Regions from separate parts of the Mus musculus genome. Here regions 1 and 2 are each linked to region 3. A link is a contact called in public Hi-C and HiChIP or PLAC-seq data. All regions are on one chromosome and are shown on one strand. The core of a region is the stretch at or near the end of the contact, and the rest is flanking DNA. Distances in the headings are between cores, read along the strand shown. Region 1 overlaps Usp10 (ubiquitin specific peptidase 10). Region 2 overlaps Atp2c2 (ATPase, Ca++ transporting, type 2C, member 2). Region 3 holds the start of Osgin1 (oxidative stress induced growth inhibitor 1).

The links. A called contact is a pair of places that touch in the nucleus more often than the background predicts. HiChIP or PLAC-seq counts read pairs in DNA pulled down with a chosen protein or histone mark.
Region 1: a contact with region 3 is called in a Hi-C map of regulatory T cells, with 4 times the contacts expected there. The contact joins the enhancer-like site here to the promoter of Osgin1 in region 3. A contact is called at or near these places in 5 of 39 promoter capture datasets (frontonasal cranial neural crest, hippocampal neurons, liver and 2 more), 1 of 484 Hi-C or Micro-C datasets (regulatory T cells), 1 of 115 datasets of contacts at active chromatin or transcription factors (thymic regulatory T cells) and 1 of 9 other capture datasets (embryonic stem cells).
Region 2: a FOXA1 HiChIP or PLAC-seq map of pancreatic cancer cells shows a contact between it and region 3. The contact joins the enhancer-like site here to the promoter of Osgin1 in region 3. A contact is called at or near these places in 6 of 39 promoter capture datasets (cranial neural crest, embryonic stem cells, hippocampal neurons and 2 more) and 2 of 115 datasets of contacts at active chromatin or transcription factors (memory CD8 T cells and pancreatic cancer cells).

The regions. Positions count from the first base shown.
Region 1 is chr8:119,945,118-119,948,785 of GRCm38.p6, forward strand. Usp10 (ubiquitin specific peptidase 10) reads left to right here. Exons shown (of 14, transcript NM_009462.2): 5 at 1,958-2,049; 6 at 2,584-2,693; 7 at 3,301-3,356; 8 at 3,562-3,665. Among named protein-coding and RNA genes, the nearest start is that of Usp10, 37 kb to the left of the region's middle. Within about 2 kb of position 1,349, at least 38 of the 459 cell types and tissues checked have an H3K27ac peak or open chromatin away from gene starts, as enhancers often do. A contact at or near this core is called in regulatory T cells and thymic regulatory T cells, where this site is marked.
Region 2 is chr8:119,742,104-119,745,962 of GRCm38.p6, forward strand. It overlaps Atp2c2 (ATPase, Ca++ transporting, type 2C, member 2), which reads left to right. Exons shown (of 27, transcript NM_026922.1): 12 at 227-351; 13 at 490-587; 14 at 2,215-2,316; 15 at 3,411-3,500. Among named protein-coding and RNA genes, the nearest start is that of Meak7, 34 kb to the right of the region's middle. Within about 2 kb of position 1,633, at least 30 of the 459 cell types and tissues checked have an H3K27ac peak or open chromatin away from gene starts, as enhancers often do. A contact at or near this core is called in pancreatic cancer cells, where this site is marked.
Region 3 is chr8:119,435,468-119,439,048 of GRCm38.p6, forward strand. Osgin1 (oxidative stress induced growth inhibitor 1) reads left to right here and starts at 1,680. Exons shown (of 6, transcript NM_027950.2): 1 at 1,680-1,826.

The DNA of each region.
Region 1 (3,668 bases), core at 99-2,598, 510 kb after region 3:
TCTGTAGCCCTGGAACTAACTTGCTGTGTAGTGATCATGAACTCCTGATGCCCACCGTTGCCTCCGAAGTGCCGGGATTACAGGCAAGCGTCATCACATAGGTCTCTCATTTTTTAAAAATGTGGCCCAGTCAGTGCCCGTGCCAAAGCAGGTGTGAATATCATGGTACCCCACCCCTTCCGACCTTCAACTGACGCAAGAAGGCTTTGCCTTCACTAGGAAAACAGAATTTTCTCCGCCCATGTGGCTCTAACTCCTGGGCCAGGCATCCCACTGAGCAGTGTACACTGGCTTCCACCTTCTTACCCAGATCTCTGGCTTGCTTCTTCATATTGATACCATTAGTCTGCACCCTGAACCTGAAGGTTGTGCGTGACCGTGGGAGTATTGGGACTGCAGCACGCTGATACCTATGTGTAAGTCGCCATTCAGTGTTCATACTTCCTGCTGTCCTTTATGTTACTCCGGATAGACAGACACCTTTCCCCCACTGCCTATTTTCTGATGTCTGCGCCTCCAGTCATCTAGCTGTTCTCTTGGTATATCTGTAGGTGAAGCATACTCCCCAGACTCTTTTACAGTCTGTGGTGCTGTCCGGGACAGTGAGCCCTTCATTACCTGTCTGAGCTGGCCTGGAGCGGGGCTAGTTGCAGGCTTGGGTGCACGCGGGATGCATTAGCTGTTCTTACAGAGGTCAGCCATGGTAGGAAGACCTAGCTTCTAATTCTGTAAAAGCTTGCCACACCGTTGATGGCTGCTGTAGAGCCTGTGGTGTTGCTTTGGGGTGTGTTTTTGTTTGAACACACAGGTTTGGAGGTTACTGTGATCATTGCTGTACTATGGATCCTTGTTTAGCCCAAGAACAGGTGGCAGAAGGCAGTGGGAGGGGGAAAGAGGGCGTCCCGCCTTACATAATATTTAAAAACATTTCTTCCTTAGACTTATTTGTTCCTTCTGTGCTTGCAAGCATGTTTGTGTGTATGTACAAGTGTGTGTGCTTGTGAGGTCAGGCTGTGGAAGTTGGTTGTGTTTCTACCACAAGGGGCTGTGAACTCAGATCATCAGGCCTGGCAGCAAGTGCTAGGAACGGCTGAGCCCACCAGGTAGACCCACAGTTGTATCTGGCTCAGTGCTGTGACTTCAGTTTTCTCATCTGTAAGAGGAGGTGTCAGAGTCCCTTTTTGGCAGAGTTATGACTATGCAGTTGAGTGTTACTGGACAGCTCCAGGACTGGTGGGAGCTGTCAGCATGCGTCTTCCTGTCTTAGATCTGCACACCTTTCACTAAGGGGCTGCTCTCAGTGGCTGTGTCTGGTGCTTCTCTGGAGCCTGTAATGGTTTAGTTTCTCAGATAAAGTGATCTATGGGAGCCACATCAAGCCACCCACTGTGCTTCCTCAGCTTACAGCTTTCTTAAAGCTGTAAAAAAGTGGTTTCCGGGGTGTCAGGAGAGAAGCCCCACCCACTTCTGAATGGAGTGAGGAGTTAGTGGACCAATGGCTGATCTCACTTCCATGATTGGCAGGAGCTGCTGCTGTCACTTAATACTCGGCCATTGAGCGCCCACTGTGGTCTGCCGGGTTTTCTGGGAGCCCGGTGGCACACTCCTGCCCCACAGTCCCTTTGAAGCTGGTATCCAGAGGACTTAGCAGCTGGTGAAGCATGCTGTCAGCCTTGGTGGGGATGCCAGTGTCTTCCACCTCCGCTCTCTGCTGCTAGCTATTGTGTCGGTGTCTCTGGCCATGGAGCGTCCTAGTGTAAACTGAGAGGATAACTGTAAATGTTGATGTTCAAGACAACTGCCCCCCACCCCTGCACCCCAACTTAGTAACAAAGCGGTGCTAAGTGAAGGCTTTCGGAGGACACGCTCTTCTGAAGGACTCTCAGCACTTCAGAAACGCCGTGCATGGATTCTGACTGCAATGTTAATGTCTTCATTTGCTTCTTCACTCTTGCAGAGTTATTGGAGACTGTAACCCTAATACATAAGCCAGTGTCATTGCAACCCCGTGGGCTGATCAATAAAGGAAACTGGTGCTACATTAATGCCGTATCCTTCCTGGCTGCCAACCCTGCGCCTGGCCACCATGCCCACTCTCCCGTCTGGGTGTGTTTGATTGCCGCAGCGTCCCCAGGGCTGCCGGCCTGCGCTCTGAGCACGGAGACTGGGCCATCACTCTGCCTGCCTCATGGTCGGTGGTACTCTGGAGCCTCTCCGCCCTCTGTCCGAGGATTGATCTGTTGGCTTATGAAGGGTAGAGTCGGGCATGTTCTATTCTCATTGGAGTGGTGGTAGACAGTAGGACAGAATGGCCGCGTAGAACTAGAGGCTTTGCTCTAACTAGTGGGAGTGTTTTGTTCAGCTAGCTAGGCTCTTGAGTGTCCTGCAGCCGGCCGACAGAGAGAGGATCCTTACATGGCCTTTACAAGGCAGCTGTCTTCTCATGTGGTTTACTCCTCTTTGTGTTTACATATCCACGTAGCTGAGTGTCCTTGGCTTATCTTTTTTTTTTTTTTACGTGCCTTTTAGAAAAGTTCCTCTGTGTCTGTTTCATTTCCTTTACACTTCCTTACCGACATTTAGACCCTGCAGGCATTGGTGGCTTGCCCTCCGATGTATCACCTGATGAAGTTCATTCCTCTGTACTCAAAAGTGCAGCGGCCTTGCACATCAACGCCCATGATAGATAGCTTGTAAGTAAAGCGCTCGCACACGTGCCAGTGGTCGGGGGCTCTCCCTGCGGTGATGGGAACGAGCGGTTTGGCCGAGCAGGTGCTCCCGGGGCTGACGCCAGCTCTCAGTTCTTGATTTGCTACAGACGAGTGCTCCACCATCTCCCCCGCCCTGCTCTTAAGTTCATGTGAATGCGTGCTTTGCCTGCATACATGTAAGGGCACATGCCACGTGTGGGCAGTGGCGGTCAGAAGACTTTGGACCCCCTGAACCTGGAATTACAGCTACTTGTGAGCTGGCAGTGGGTATTGAGAACTGAACCCTGGTCCCTTGTAAGAGCAACAAGTCTCTGAACTCCAGCCTCTGGAATTCTCCTTTAAAGGGAGATGTTGTTGGGATTTTCTATGGAAGTTGATGTGGAATATAACTGGAGAGTTTGCTGCCCTTCAGATTCCGTAGGAAACCCCGTACTGTTTACCAGCTTAAAATGCCATCTGGAAATGGTCCCATAACATGTGTAGATTTTAACATAAGAGCTCCTGGGTGCTGTTCTAGCTGCTGGTTAATGTGCCACCGTGCCCAGGCCTGCTCCTAACGTGAGTTCTGCTTTGCTCTTTCTCCATCTAGTGTTCGGCTCATGAATGAGTTCACTAACATGCCAGTGCCTCCCAAACCCCGCCAAGGTGAGTCAGAGCTCGCGCCGGGATAGGCGCCTTGTCACTGGGGACACGGAGCGAGGGGGTGGCGTGTGGTGAATGTGTGGTCTTACTGAAAAAAGTGTCTATTTAAACCAAGGTGTTTTCCCCGTGTGATGGGAGTTTGGGTGGATTTGCTTTCACCTCTCTGTGGTCTCTTTACTTACCAGAATCTTCTGTTTTTTTCTTGCAGCTCTCGGGGATAAAATCGTGAGAGATATCCGCCCAGGGGCTGCCTTTGAACCCACATACATATACAGACTCCTGACAGTCATCAAGTCGAGCCTGTCTGAAAAGGTC
Region 2 (3,859 bases), core at 383-2,882, 310 kb after region 3:
TGTAATGAATCTGACACCCTCTTCTGGTGCGTCTGAAGACAGCTACAGTGTACTTATGTATAATAATAAATACATCTTTTTACAAAGAAAAGAAAAAAAGAAATTGAATAGAATAAAATGTTCACCAGGGACAAAGACTAGCTTCGCTAGATGAAATCCCCACCAGCGCCACTGATATTCATATCACCCTTTGGTGTGTTAAGTCTGGTTCGACTTTTCTACCCAGCCTGGCGGTGGCAGCCATTCCAGAGGGGCTGCCCATCGTTGTCATGGTGACACTGGTCCTGGGGGTGCTGCGGATGGCGAAGAAGCGGGTCATCGTGAAGAAGCTGCCCATTGTAGAGACTCTTGGTGAGGGCTCTCCCTCCCATGCAGACTGAGTCAGGGAGGCGGTGTGGGGTTGGACTGTATGAACCCGGGGCTTAAAGCATGTATGTCACCCAGACCTGGTGACAGCTCATCTCTCTAAACCTGTCTCTTTGGTGCCAGGTTGCTGTAATGTCATCTGCTCTGACAAGACAGGCACTCTGACAGCCAACGAAATGACAGCCACTCAGCTTGTCACATCTGATGGGTTCCATGCCGAGGTAAGTCTCATGTTCTCTCGCAAGGCAGGAGACCAAGGTGTGCCCTGCCAGCCCTCTCCTGCCCAGGGAAATGACAAGAGTCCTCTGGAACAACAAGGAAGAAATAAACACCTTGGGGGTTGGTCTAAGAAAGTATTGTGACCAATTTAAGATGGCCTCTTTGATTTGATTTATTTATTTATTTATTCATTTATTTTCAACTCTGAGACCCACCTGCCTCAGTCTCCTGAGTGCTGGGATTAAAGGCACAGACCACCACCGCTCTGCTCCTCTCTGATTTTTTTTTAATTGTCAAATTTTACTTTTTATATTTTTGCAGGATGGAACCCAGGGTCTCCCTCCATGCTAGACAGGCACAGTACTATTGAACCACACTCCCAGCCCCTCATTAACATCCCAGCCCGATTTTGCAGTACTGAGAATCACCGGGCATGCTGGGAAAACACTCTGCTACTGAGCTGTACTCCCTGGCTCCTGGTTCAATTTTATTTGGAGACAAGGTCTTACTTTGTAGCCAAGCTGACTTTGAACTTGAGATCACCTGTCTCGGCCTCTCTAGTAGCTAGGACGACAGGCTTGATCCTCTAGGCCTGTCTGCCTTGGAGCTTTTTTTGAAACAAAGTTTCACTCTGTAGCCTGGGCTGGGGTGTGCTGAAGTCACTGTGTAGCCCAGGATTTACTGCGTAGTAAATCTCTTGTCTCAGCTTACCATATGATGGAGTTCCAGGCATGAGGCACCACACCCAGCTCTTTACAAAATTTAAAGGCTACAGAAGGACCTGTCACCACCCATGACAAACTGACCCTGAGTCACTGTTCTCTGTCTCTCCCAGGGCACAGCTGTACGCTCCCTTAACCAGCAGTTTGGGGTATGGATATTTTTCTGTGGAGCTTTCCAGAGCAAAGGGTCACCAAGTGGGGGCTCTCAGGCCATGGCCTGCTCTTGTCAATAAAATATTCTTCTCCCCCCGCCCATACGCCACCCCCCACGTTTTAAAGATTATATGTGTGCGTGTCTATACGCCTGTGTGCCAGTGTATACACATAAATGCAGTGACCTTAGAGGCCACAAGAAGGCAATGGAGTCCCCCATCCCACCCCCAAGCTGGTGTTACAAGCAGTTTGAAGCCATCTAGTGGTGGTGCTGGGAACTGAATGTGGGTCCCTTATAAGACCACTCTTAGCCACTGGCCACCCCTCGGGCCACCTCTCAATAACACTGTCTTGGCACGCTGCCCACGCCGATCTGTAAACGTTACATGGCTGGCTGCTTTTCAGCCCCATCTTGCACCGTCTTCACTGATAGAGGTTTATGAGCTGCAGAAGGCTCAGTGTTTCCTCTTGGCTTAGGGTACAGTTTCTTCTAAGCCCTCTCTATATGCACCTCAGCTTGTGTGACCCTTGTGTAGCCACAGCCTCCACCAGGAGCACTTGTAGCCGATTGCCGTAGTACACGCAACCTCCACCATAAGGGAAGGAGTCTGGGCAGCCGACAGTCTGCAGGGTTACCCTCATGTGTAGGCTTATGACTTTGGGGTAGACCCTAGGAGAGGGAACTTATGCCATCCAGGGTTTCGGGGGTAGGGAGGTAGGCTCTTGATGACACCCTCCTGCCATGTCCTTCCAGGTCAGTGGTGTCGGATACAGCGGAGAAGGGACTGTGTGCCTTCTGCCATCTAAGGAAGTAATCAAAGGATTTGACAACGTGTCAGTGGGGAAGCTGGTGGAGGTGAGAATTGGGTGGTGGCTGTAGTGGAACAGTGTGTGGCTTGCCTGAAATGAAGCGGGATGACTGGCTGACCTCAGGGGGTCCCTTCTGACGGACATCACTCCTAAGTGGATAGGAAGGCAAAGGGGAAAGGAAGGCTGGAACCTGGCTGGGCTCCTGAGTGGAGATCTCGGTCCTCCTCCACTTAAGTCATCTGCCCTCTCTGTGTGACAGGCAGCCTCCAGGAAGTCAGAGTCTCCCTCCTCCCCAGCAGTCCTCCCTCTCACATGGGTCCTGCTGCCTTCTCTCCCTTCCCCTCAGCCCCCTCAGCTCCAGCCTTACAGATTCAGGAACAAAGTCAGAGTCACCCCTGGAGGGCTGAGCTCAGCCCCAGTGCAGCAGAGAAGTGGCCATTGTTCATGCTTAGTCAGTTTCTTATCTAGATCTCGCCCTCCCTAAGCTTGTTGCTGCAGAACACTTCCATAAAAGCCTGTGGCTTAGTGATGTCTGCTCAACCTCCTGTGTGTAGTCACCGCCACTCTCCAGCGCCAGAGCATGGTGTCACTCCAAGTAGAGACCCTACTAGCGGTCACTGCCACCCCACCACCCCACCTCAGACCCCAGGCCACCTGTGCCAGGTGCTCCGCTATGACAGCTTCAGGGAGCAGCACTCCTCCTAAGCCATTTCCTATCCTGGTGGTACAGGCCTGGCATCCCGAGAGATGCACTGCAATCGCCGCAATCATTGCAATGCAGAGTTTTCTCTGGCATTGCGAGAGAACTGCAAGTTCAAGGCCAGCCTGGGCAACTTAGCCAGCCCTACCTCAAAATGTAAAATCAAAAAACTAAAACTAAGTCTGGGGTACGGTTCGGTGGGAGAAGCCTTGCCCAGCATGTGAGAGGCGCTGAGTTCCAGTCCTGAGTGTGGGGGAGGGGAGGGGAGCACACACCTGTGTGTGTCTGGGTCACTGGCTGATTTAAAGGACACTCTCATAGCCTGGCCCAGCGGTAAGGCCATGCCTGCAGGGCCCAGCCTTTTCATGGTGCGAGTGAGCCCAGGGTGGGTGCTGCTTCCCAATACTGACTGCAGATATTGCTACCCTCCCCACCTTCAGGCAGGCTGCGTGGCCAACAACGCTGTCATCAGGAAGAACGCCGTAATGGGGCAGCCCACAGAAGGGGCCTTGGTGGTGCTGGCCATGAAGGTAAGAGGTCAGAAGAGGGTGTTAGTGTCTTCTGTGACTCTCCACTTGTTCCCTTGAGACAGGGTCTGCCAGGCTGGCAGCGAGCAGGCTCCAGAAATCTTCCTGTTACCCTCCCTATCCCCAACAGCACAGGGGTGACAACACATGCAACCACTCACTGGCCTAGAAGTTTTGGTTCTAGAGAGGGAAGAACTCTCCCACCCCCACCCCCAGGAGCCATGACAAACATTCCACTGAAGTGGAAGCTCAGCCTTCTGCTTGGCCATTGTGAGTTTCTGGTACCCAGAAGGCAACAGCCTAAGAAAGGAGTAACAGTGTTAGGAGGGCTGACTGATCCCCATAACCAAGGGGAAACGTTT
Region 3 (3,581 bases), core at 430-2,929:
AGCAAAAATTGCAGCCCAGGATCCCCCAGGGGAGCAGTAGCTTCTAGGACCAGATCCTTGAGCCGTGCCTGACCTTTCCCTTAAACCCAGGTCAGCAGCCAGCCTTGCCCACTCTGCCTCCTAACTACTCACCCCAGGATGGCGTCCCTCTTCACCCACCCCTGCAGGATGTGCCCCTCCGCCAGTTTATGGTGCACTAGGTACTCCCCGGGGAACAGACTCTCCCATTGAGACTGCTGGCACAGACTAGGGCTCAGGGGTTCCGTGTGTTTAGCAGTCCTGGGGACTGAAGCCAGGGCTTTGAGCATGTTGGGCAAGTGTTCTCCACTGAGCCATCTCCCAGCCCCGAGCCCAGGGTTTGAACATATCAGTGCACAATGGTACTTGGCCTTCAACCTAGGGTCTCATGCAATGCTAGGCACAGGTTCTACTGATCTATTCCCCAAAACCTATATGCGGTATTTTGAATAATCATTCTTTTAATCCAAGAAAAACAAAATATCATTTTTTAAATCAAAATGCTGTGCTAGCAGCCAAGACTCTTGCAGCCGAAGGATGTTCCACGAGGTGGGCCCAAGGACCCCGTCTTTCTTTACAACTCTGAAGTTTTCTTTTTCTGGAATTTGTATTCTTTACTTAATTTTTTTTCTTTAGAAAATTGTACCAAAGTGTCACTTTGTTTAATGAGTTCCTTTTTTTTTTTTAAAGAATTGTTTATGTAATATATATGAGTGTTCTGTCTTCAGACATACCAGAAGAGGGCATCAAATCCCATTACAGATGGTTGTGAGCCACCATGTGGTTGCTGAGAATTGAACTCAGAATCTCTGGAAGAGCAGCCAGTGCTCTTAATCGCTGAGTAGTCTCTTGGGTACTTAGAGTGAGAGCCTGACACTCCCCCCCCACCGCCCCTCCCCAGTTCTGGTCCTGGTGGTAGAGTGACAGCTGATCAGGACAGGAACAATGGCCACCAAGGTGAGTGCACCGACCTAAACCACTGCCCAACTTCCTTCTCTTGAGCCAAGGCTCCATATGGAAAAGCGCTATTCCAGACCCAGTGTGCAGTAAGGGATGTCTCCCTAGGACCCAGCTTCCGTTCACGGACCACAAGAACCGGCCAGCAGACTGGCGTGACCCCCTACAGGAAGAGAAGTCTATAAGGACCAGGGAGGACGGACACACACTCACATGCGCATGCACGCACACATGAGGGAGTCCAACTCAACCCCACTTTTCAGATGGGGAAACTGAGGTTTGTTCAGAGTCTCCAACCAGGAAGTCGCTGAGTGGGAGTTGTCGGGGTTGACCAGTGACTGAGGGTTTTTTCTGCACACACCCGTGTCCCCTCTCCCCACACGCTGGGGTGGGAAGTGAGTGGAAGATCAGAGCTTTCTGGAGTTCAGAAGCCAGCTGGCCAGCTATTTCTCAGAAGCCTACCACTCACTGGTAAGGAAGAGACCTAGTGGTCTCTTTCAAGATTCCCTAGTTCCTCCTTCAAACTGAACCCGGGAAGGGAGGAACTGGCCAGCAGGGGCCCTTTAAGACTGGCCAGGGCCAAGTTCATTCACCCAGGGGCCCCTGCTGACTCACGCTTATGAAAGTGATTTTCCTGGTCCCGCCCCTGCCTCCGCCTCCTCCCTGCCCCGCTGTGAAATACCCCTGCTAGCCTTGGGCCTCGCACAGCCTCTGGGATCCCCAGGGCTAATGGGCATCCTGTTCTTGCAGCAGGGCACCGTGACAAAGTCTCTCACCGTGTGACCAAGTTCCTCTGAGTGTCCAGACAACCCAGGCTCACCAGCTCCCTCCAGCTATCTACCATCCATCAGGTGAGTGGTCCGGGCAAGGCTGTGGGTGGGAAACAATAGCTATGGGGCAAGGGTGGGCAGACGGGGGTCAGGAAAGCCGGGGTGTACACTGACTGGTCCTGAGGAGGACTCTGGGAGTCCTCCCTGCACCTCCAGCGATGGCCATGGTTAAGTGTCTGGGACACTCTCCCCCAGCGGCCCCTGGCTTAGCAGCCTAATCCTAACTCGTGAAATAGCTGTTCCGGCAGGAAGGAGCATGGGTAGCCTTGCTCCTTCGAGGCACCAATGGCCACTGTGTCTCCAGCCTGGCGAGGTGCTCCAGTGGGTCCTAGGTACCAGGCTCAGACAAGCACAGCCGAGGGTTCCTGGGTACTCGGTTTACGGAAGGTGCGGTGGAGAAAGTGGTGGACCGTGGAGGTTGGGCCATCAGGCACCCTTGGGCCCAGGTGGAGCAGGCACTTGGAACGAGGGTTCACTGTGACTAAGGCCAGGTAACACTTGGCTGACTGCACACTTCCTCCTGCCCCAGGGCTTTGTGTCACTAGCAGCTGTCACTGCTACCTGTTGCTTTATTTGGGAATGGAGGGGAAAGGATCCCAAACGAGGCTGTCTAGGACCTAGACGAGATGTCCCCTCCCCTTCCATTTTCCCCAACCTCAGTTTCATTCATGAAGTGGGGATAAGAAACCCCCAGCTCTTGGGGGTGGTGGTGGCATTTTTAGAGACAAATGGTATATGGTTCCCAGCCCTCCCTGGCATGACGATTTCATAACCTTAGAAATGTCTGCAGTGTTACACCAGGGCAACTATCGCCACTTCTGAGAAACTCATTTTTTATGTGCTCATACCTGTGGGGTCAGAGGTCGATGGCTAGCGTCTTCCTCAGTCACTGTCCACACCTTCTTTTTCATTCTATTATCACTATCATTATTATTATTATTGCTAGAGAGAGCACAAGAACACGTGTAGAAATCAGACAGCCACCCCTCCCCCCCCCCCCCGCCAGGAGTCAGGGGTCAGGGGTCAGCTTTCTCCTTCCATCTTTATGTGAGTGCTGCCTGCCCATAAGTCACTGCCCTTGTACAACAAGTTACCTGCAGGGCCACTTCCCTCCAGGCTTCCCTCTCCTGGACTGAACCTGGAGCCTGTCATTCAGCTCTCTGGCGGGTGATCTCCAGGGGCCCTCCTGTGTTTGTCTCTCCAGACCTAGGATTACAGACATCTGCTTTTGACAGGAGTGTGGAGAATCTGAACTCAGTTCCTCACGGTTAGGCAAGCACTTTACCCACGGAGCCATCTCCCTGGCCCCTTAAATCAACAACTTGAGAACGTTATTTTTTTTTTCTATCAGCATTGCCCAACCAGAGAGACTCCGAAATATGCCAGTACTTTTAAAAACTGGTTATTCTAGCCTGGAGGTGGTGGCAGCTTTCTCTTGTAATATGAGTGGTTGGGAGGTGCAGGCAGGAGGGTCAGCAGTTCAAGGCCTGCCAAGGCTTATTCTAGTTTCAAGCCAGCCTGGACTACATGAGACCCTGTCTTAAACAAAATGAGCAGCTTACCCCAATTCTACAAACTGAGGCCCCTGGGTGGAACTGCAGGTTGGAAGAAGCCGTTTTGCCTTATAAACTAGTAGCAGGTACTTGTGGGTGGTTGTGAGGGTGAACAGCTTGGGGGCGTGTGACTTCTGGGGGGTGGTCAGGCTTGGCGGTGACCTCATGTGTATGGTACCCAGCAAGCAGCTCTAGGTGACACTTGTGCCAGCTGCGAGAGGGA